Regions from separate parts of the Mus musculus genome. Here region 1 is linked to region 2. Evidence: chromatin contacts called from public Hi-C data. All regions are on one chromosome and are shown on one strand. The core of a region is the stretch at or near the end of the contact, and the rest is flanking DNA. Distances in the headings are between cores, read along the strand shown.

Region 1 (4,053 bases), core at 1,140-3,639, 570 kb after region 2:
TTTTATTTACACAATTTAAAGAGCCTTAAGCATGTATAAAATTTAAATTCTCATTAAATGATCTTAACATGGGTATGAAAACATATTTTACTGGAAATATTTAGGCTACCAATTGTTCTGGTAAGCATTTAAAACCAGAGAACACAGAAATTAAAACCATCTTTTATGTAATTGTGGATTAATCAAATCATTCATTCCGCATTTATCATGTTTCTAGTGTGTTATGTGACTAGGTGCTAGGATTCGGCAGGAATCAATATATCAAAAAGTACTTAAGAGTACTTAAAAGAGTGAACATTCAGTTAACAGTTATGCTGCACTCATTTTTTGGTACCTTGTTTGTATTATGATTGTCATGTCTTTTCTATTTTGTCTCTTTTTTTTTCTTTTTTGTTTTGTTTTTCCGAGACAGGGTTTCTCTGGATAGCCCTGGCTGTCCTGGAACTCACTTTGTGGACCAGGCTGGACTCGAACTCAGAAATCCGCCTGCCTCTACCTCCCAAGTGCTGGGATTAAAGGTGTGTGCCACCAGCCCCGCTTGTCTTTTTTCACTAGGCAATTTAGACAGTGCCCATTAAGGATTTGCAAATTAAATGCATTCAAACCTTTTAATTTAAATGTTGATCTAAAGAACACTTTCAAAAGTTTATGTTTTTTTAATAAGGCATTGAAATTTTATATAAGGAGTTATATAAAATCCATGGTTATACATTTCAGAGCTTGAAAAAGATTCAGAATATGAATTAGCAGCGAAATCCTCCTCCCTCCCGCTTCCTTTTCGCCTTGATCGATGTTATTGAGTCACTAGCACCACCTGGTGGCTACTTAAGTGAACCTCCTGGCGTAGTGGTTTAGTGTTTGCTGAATCTTCTCAGTTATGTCTTTATACTTTGTAGGGCTAGGCATTGTGTCCTTGTGTGTGTGTGCATGTGTGCACATGTGTGTGCATGCGCGCGCGCGCGTCTGTGTATGTACAAAACCACTTTAAATACTTTACCTGCTGTAATTAAAATGTGCACAATGTTCTTTAAAGCAAATATATCTGCTTTAAAACTATACAATGGGCTGATCTACTAACTGTACAAGGATCTACTAACATGCCAACTGGAAGATTTTGTCTTTGTAAAGTGAATTAGTTTCTGGACATCAAGAAGGGTCATGCATTCTTTATACAAATTCTCCATACTTCATATGTTTTAAGAACTCAAATGAACTTATTTATGACATTTTGAAGGCATATGGATTTTACAGTTGATTGAGTTGCCACTTGATATAGTTTGAGGAGCTTGTCTTTGTTGGGTCTGTGATGTCCTTTATCTGGGGAGAATTAGATCACCTTTCCTTCAGGTAACTGTGCCAAGACATAGCTATACAGAAATGGAATGTTTATTCACCAGAGCTGTCTTGCATCTTTCACCATGGACTTGAGTGATACTAGTCCTGAGATTTTAAAATGACAAATGATTCATTAAGTTGCATAACATCCAAAGAACTCTCACTAATTAATACAAAAATTCAACTCCTGAGAAATCACTTACAAATTTCTGAGACCCTCTAGAGATGTCTGGTAGTCCTGCCTTCTGGGCCTCTCATTTCCTCCTCTCCACACAGATTGGCTGCTTTCCAGATGCTGGCCACCTTTATCTCTTTGTTTCTTTATTACTTTTCTGTATAAGAAGCATCTAAATGAGCCCTAGAGGCATTCTGGGTCCTTCACTTGGTTCTGCTGAACAGAACTGAATCATTTAGGCACCTTCCCACATCTCCTGGAGTGATCATTCCAAATAATAAATGTGGATGCAAAACTGATCATTTTGCCATGAATTCAGGAAGACTACCAGTTCATCAGGCACCATGAACCATCTTTGGTCTTCCTAGATGTTGCTGTATAAGTATTGAGTTTACTGTCTTTGGTAAATATCACCTTTAATGAACATTTACTATGAAACTTGTAAACAAATATATAAACGATAATGAGAATCCAATAAATCACAGACTAAAAACATTCCTACATTTTGTTAAGATATACACATAATGTAATAATATAAATGGTATTAAGCTTATGTATTGGGCAAATATATTTTGGATGCTATTAATGTACCCAGCCAAACCTTACCGTACTGTGAGTTCTGTGGATAGGAGACTCTGCTTTGTTTGTTTCACATGCCAAGTTTACCACCTGCTGCTACTATGAATAACTGAATGAATAGATTATTAGTAGCATCTCTATTTGCTTAGGTAATTTAGGAAAGTCATTGTTAGAGCAGCAAATGTGGTGTGTGCTATTTTCATAAATATAAACAAGAATCTCTATGGAAAACTCAGCAAGGCTTTCTCATGCTGTTTCCTATGGTGAGGACTCAGTCTCTATACTCTTCCCCAGTTACACAGATTTAAGCTTTAAAGGTTGTGCTCAGCTGCTTCATCCATATTCATTTCTGAGCCCAGAATAACCAAGATGGTGTCAAAAGATGAAACTGCAATAAATTTAGTTTGAATATCTTACTTAGCTTTTATTCACAGTTCTGGAATCCAGCAGTTCTCAGAACTAGAGCAGGCTCAAAGAACTCTGGGGCTACCATGATTACACATATATGGACTGGAAACAGAAAGGATGGTCTGACTGGTTCAAGCTAAGGGCTTTGCCTATTCATCTGTCTGCTTATGATGAGCTGTAGCCCAGCAACTATGATGACTGAGGACTTATTTATATGTTCTGTGCTGGGGCATAAGTTCATTAAGAAGAAATGCTGTATGGATGCATTTTCAAGGCCTGAATCTAATTGAAATTTATCAATGGGCAATATGAATTGAGTGTGTACATTAATAGGCAGCAACCTGTGTGCCTAAACTCCACACTAGGTCATTATGTGTTGAATATTCTCAAACCTACCTTCTCTTGGGCCTGCTGCAGTTTCCTCTGTCTCCTTCTATGGGTACCTTGGATTCCTGATTATAATCCACTCCCTTCTGGAACTGATTGGATGCTTACCTGAAATACTGAGCTGCACTTTAACTATTATCCACAATTAACCAACATTAACATTTTGTTATATTTTGTTCCCATTCTAATTTGTAATCAACATATAATTTTCCACTGTGGACCCGATATTCCTGGTATGTATCTTGCCTGTTACATGTGAATCCTTTCTTTTGCTGTTCCTTTTAGAACATCCCCTGCTTTATTCCCACAGTTCTCAGAGATGTCACATTACATGCCTCTATCTTTGTTTAACTTACTCCCTTCTTGTATTATCTGTCTAAATATTATTTTCTTCATTGAGACTCCCAACCTCTTAAGCCAATCCATTTGCACATCAATGTGCGTGCATGTACAAAATAGCTTTGAATACTGTCTTGGACTTGAAACACTTTCAGGACAAAAACCTTATTTAAATAATTTGTCTTCATACCAAGTTATCAATGGTGCTTTGCTATGGAAGGAGAAGATTTCTAACATTGGAAATACACAGTAGAGGATAGCGGTGAGGCAGAAGACAATGAATATCACATGATACATGGTATTCCTTAATTATCCTCTACTCTAATGTTAATTTTGAAAAAAAAACATGTATTTCAGAGTACAGGAAATATAATTAGCAGTATGTTGGATTGGGGTGGACACCAAAGAGTTATATTGTTCTTACCAAACGTTCTCAGAGTGTGATTTGACTGTAGCATTAATTAGGTAATATATACACTTAATTAGTAATACAGGTGAACTGGATTTTTTTGATTTTGTTCTACCCTATAATTTTGAAAATTCATGTTTTACCTAATTATATCCCAAACTGCAACACACGAGGCTGATATTTTATGAAAAATGACTCATTATTGGGAGCGACAATAATGTCATAGCTTGCCACAATAGGAAATTTAGATGTTTCCTTTTGAAAGGTCAAGTACCTGTGGAGATTTTATGCCCTAACATAGAGGGATGCTGGAGCAGTGGGGCAGGAGAGGGTGGGTGGGTTGGGGAGCAACTTCATGGAGAGGGGGTGAATGTGGCATGGGAGTTTGTGGAGGAGCAACAGGGAAGTGGGATATCATTTG
Region 2 (4,417 bases), core at 1,163-3,662:
TTTTTGTTACATAATACAAGAAACCACACACACACACACACACACACACAGAGCTAAATAGTTCAATGTGAACTTCTATCATGGTAGGGGTGGGGGGTAGGGTGGGGTGGGGTGGTTGTTGTTGTTGTTGTTGTTATTGTTTGAGACAAGGTCTCATGTAGCTCTGGCTGTCCTTGAACTCACTATGTAGGCCAGGCTGGCCTCAACCTCAGAGCTCTTCCTGCCTCAGCCTCCCAGTGCTGGGATTAAAGGTGTGCACCATTAACCCAACCAAGTAAAGGGATATTGATAAGTCTTGTTCCTCAGCTTCCAGATACACTAGCCTGACTGTGGCCAGGATCTGTAAAGCTAGCAAACCCAAATCCTTTTAAGTATTGCCACAAGGAGTGAACATTTGGGGCTGTCTTTGAAGCCACTTCCTCTACCAATTGAGTGAGGATTTACTAAGACACCCTATTTTTCTCTACTTTGATTCTATATACCAAATTCCTTTGTGTCTCAAGCCTACCACTGGTAGTTGTATGGTTGTTTGTTCATTGTGTAGGGGTTAAGTTTTTCTATTACTCATCTTTTCTCTTCTCCCACATTCTCTCTCAGAGCCTTCCTTTTTTTCATCTTTTTGTTTTAAGATTTAAAAAAGGGCTTGTGTGCATGTGTTCATGTGTGTGTGTGTGTGTGTGTGTGTGTGTGTGTGTGTGTGTGTGTGTAAATCAGAAGCGTTGGATCACCTGGAGCTGGAGTTACAGGAGGTTGTGAGCTGCCCACTGTGAGCATTGGAAGCCAATTCAGGTCCTCTGGAATCACAGGAAGTGGTTGGTCTTCACGGCTGAGCTACCTCTGCAGTCCCTAAGCACACTCTTTCTTTCTACTCACTGCTTTCTTTGGAACCTGGCTGAGGGCAGATAGTAGTATGCTTGCCTAGAATGCATGAAGCCCTGGCTTGGATCCCCATCCTCACACAAAACTGAGAAACAGCCATAATCCTAGCTTTCAGAAGATGGAGGCAGGAGGATCAAGCAGTTCAAGATTTTACATATCTACATAGTACATTTGAGGCCAGACTTACTGAAGGAGATTCTATTATTAAAACACACATGCACACGCACATGTGCACAGCACACACACACACACACACACACACACACACACACACACATACTTAAAAGTAATTTGTAAATAGCAATCCAAATGTACTACTACTAATCTACTACTCACTGGAAGTTTAGATACAGCTTCCCCAACTGTACTTAAGCTCCTAAATAGGGATAGTGCCAACTATTACTGATTTTGATTTTGGGTGCTGGGACTGATCCCAGGGCCTTGTGCATGCCAAGCGCATGCTCCACCACTGAGCTCCTGCCGAGGCCAGTTACTGCTTTTGAATATGCCGCTTCCCTCCCCGTGGTCCACCATTCTTAATGTTTAGGACATAGAGTTCTTTTCACACAGTAGGCAATTATTGGATGCTGGCCAGCTAATTTTCATTTCTGTGCCTCCCTCATTGAGAGGCGGATGAGAAGGGAGATGGAGAAGGAACCCTTGCCTGGGATGGTGTTGGTGGGTGGACACCATCTGAGGACCAAAGAGAAAGGAGACAATGGTGCTTTTGAGGAGTGGGCATCATCTGTGGCTTCCTGTGATTCACAGCCTGTTTATAGCCAACACCAAAGCCTTACAAGCATGGGGCTCCAGAGATGCTCCCTAGAACAGCCTTAAGTTTCGAGGGCAGCATCTTAAGTAGGTCAGAGAAAGCTGGCTGGTTCTCTCCAACTCTTTAAGGCCAATTAATTTCTTCCCTTTGTTCCTCTGGAGAGCTTCTTGAATAGGGCACGTTTAGCAACCATAGCCACAAGTCTAAGTTCCTCTGGGTTTCTGAGGGGGTGGAAATTCTATTCAGAAATCAAATATTTACTCTCAGCACAAAAGACTTTGATGTGTTTTCAGCTTCCAGGACAGAAATGAGTGCACCTTCTTTCAACCTCTCAAACTTTACCCAGGAGCCCTGGATCCCTTGGGGGCATTACATATTTCTCCTAAGAAACCCTGCAGCATTTGGAGATACATATCTCCTCAGAAACCCTTTCCTCTGAGTGTCTTATCATATATAGACAAATATCCAGGCAGCCAACCCCCTGTTCAGGGTGATGGGCCTAGGAAGGGGAGGGGATGCCTTCTGACTCCTCTACTTTCTATTTGATATTTCTCAGAAGCCACTTAGATAAGGCCACCTAGGGAAACTTTAGAAAGAAAGGAGGGGGGGGGGAATGTCCTTGGAGAGGGCCATTCCTCACTGTCCAAGCTTCAAAAAGCTTGTTTTGCACTGAGAGAGCTACTTAATCTGCCTCTTGTGTTCAGAAGTTGCTGGTGAGGCCCAGCCCTGCCTCCTCACAACAAAACTGCACACAAATTCCTTGTTTCCCAGGCAACGCTTCTCAGCTCTACAAACTAGCTGGCTGCTGTTTGCCCTGCAGCCTCTCTCCACCACATCGAATTGAACTGAGAAAAGCAGCAACTACAGCACTATTTGTGCACAGGCTTACGAATCAAAACTAAAAATACCTTTGGCAATAGTGGGGAGGGAACAAGGAGGGAGCAAAAAGGGCTGTCTCACATCCTGAACTTAGTTACTAAGATGGCGGTAAAAAGCTGGACCAGAGTTGAGATTCAAGTACATGGGAGAAGGACTTCATGCATCGATTAGGCCACTAATACAGAGAAAGGCCTAAGTTTTCTTGATTGTCAATCTGGAGTCCTTGGTTTAATCTGTCGTAGCTACATGATCTTCTTAGCAAGTTGCTAACCCTTTGGAAGTTTAGGTTTTCTTTGTAAAATAAGGTTATTTATATTCGTTAAAGTAGGTGCTAGGAAAAATGGATTAATAACTACAAGTACAGAGTCAGTTGAACAGAAAGAAACAAACACACACACACAGTGTGGGGGCAGGGAGTTACGAAAGGAAAGACACTTGGGTGGGATGTTTCCATAGAAGGTCCTGTGTAGATGTCTGGGAAATTATCCTGCTTTTACCCTCAGCAGCAGCTCTGACCATGTCTGGTAGTAGTGATGTAGTTAGTGATGGATAAGTATCCCACCTTTCTTGCCCCGCAATGGGGTTGGATAAGTCTGAGACACATTCTTCACTGCTTTCCAGAGTCCTCAGGAAGGTTAAATCCTAATTGTCCACAATGGAAATCCACAATGGAAATCTGCATGATAGGCTGGCTACTTTCATTGACTTCCTTCACTTCTGTGTCTCATTCTCCAACATATGACAACCTGTTGTTTACTCTGTTTTCCTAGCTGGAATTCACATTCCCCTTCCAAGCGTGTAGGTTCCTGTGGGGATAGGACTGAGGTTCCTGCTCCTTTGCTGGCTGTTGATGGCTCTTAGCTCCTAAAAGTGACATAGTGCCTTGCCATGTGACCCTCACCACCAAGCAGTGTACCTCTTCAAAGTCAGAAAGACAATCTCTCTCTCTTTCTCTCTCATTTGCATTAGTGTGACTTAATCAAGCAAATGACTAACTTATTACTGTGGTGGGGCTGTTCTGTTGTTAAGAGAGAAAGGAAGGGGGCTGGGAATCAAACCCAAGACCTTGTGCATGCTACACACATAGAATGTTTAAGTGCGGTATGGCTGAATCTGGGAGGACTTAAGGGAATTGAGGTGAAAATGATCAAGACACATTGTGGGAAATGCTCAAAGAATTGGTAAAAACATATTTTTAAAAAGAATGTGAGTGGGATGCATTTTAAGAATGTGAGTGGGACCAATTTTTCTGAAGGCTGGTGGGGGATGGGTGAGGCATGACTATACTGCAATCCTGGGGACCATGTTGGGATCTGTGGTCCATGGGGCTACTGGAGACCATGAGGAAGTCCATGCCACTGGAAACCATGTGAAAGTCTATGATCCATGCATGCTGCTTCTGCCTGTTCTGGACAAGGAAGCTTCTTTTGCAGTGGTATCAATGACTGCAGACTCATAATTAAGAATGAGAGACATTGAAGGCTTCTGTGACACACACACACACACACACACACACACACACACACACACACACACACCAAAAAAGAAAGTCTAGACAGGAAGCCATTGAAGAGAGTCCTTAAAAATTGTGATAAAGATGATGACGTGTAGCTTTTCACAGTTGATGGCTTCTGGTGTGGGGATGGGAAGGACTCAGTTGTCTTTAAGGAACTGGCCATTGGGAATTTGACCATGCTCCAGTGAATATATGGACAACACAGATTTGACTTGGTGTACTTTCCTTCTTTTTTGAGGGGGGTGTACAAGAGTGGGAGGGTACACATGGAAGGAATGGGGATCAAGGGTTGTTGGGGTGCATTGTATGAAATTCCCAAATAATCAATAAAAATATTATCTTAGGGAGAAACCTATACCCCCAGCTGTTCT

The links. A called contact is a pair of places that touch in the nucleus more often than the background predicts.
Region 1: a contact with region 2 is called in a Hi-C map of cortical neurons, with 2.6 times the contacts expected there. The contact joins two enhancer-like sites. A contact is called at or near these places in 6 of 39 promoter capture datasets (the 3T3-L1 cell line, the HPC-7 cell line, cranial neural crest and 3 more), 1 of 484 Hi-C or Micro-C datasets (cortical neurons) and 1 of 115 datasets of contacts at active chromatin or transcription factors (astrocytes).

Annotation. Positions count from the first base shown.
Region 1 is chr9:37,931,897-37,935,949 of GRCm38.p6, forward strand. No RefSeq gene overlaps it. Among named protein-coding and RNA genes, the nearest start is that of Olfr878, 15 kb to the left of the region's middle. Within about 2 kb of position 2,390, at least 5 of the 459 cell types and tissues checked have an H3K27ac peak or open chromatin away from gene starts, as enhancers often do. A contact at or near this core is called in cortical neurons, where this site is marked.
Region 2 is chr9:37,357,414-37,361,830 of GRCm38.p6, forward strand. No RefSeq gene overlaps it. Among named protein-coding and RNA genes, the nearest start is that of Hepacam, 8.0 kb to the right of the region's middle. Within about 2 kb of position 2,413, at least 135 of the 459 cell types and tissues checked have an H3K27ac peak or open chromatin away from gene starts, as enhancers often do. A contact at or near this core is called in cortical neurons, where this site is marked.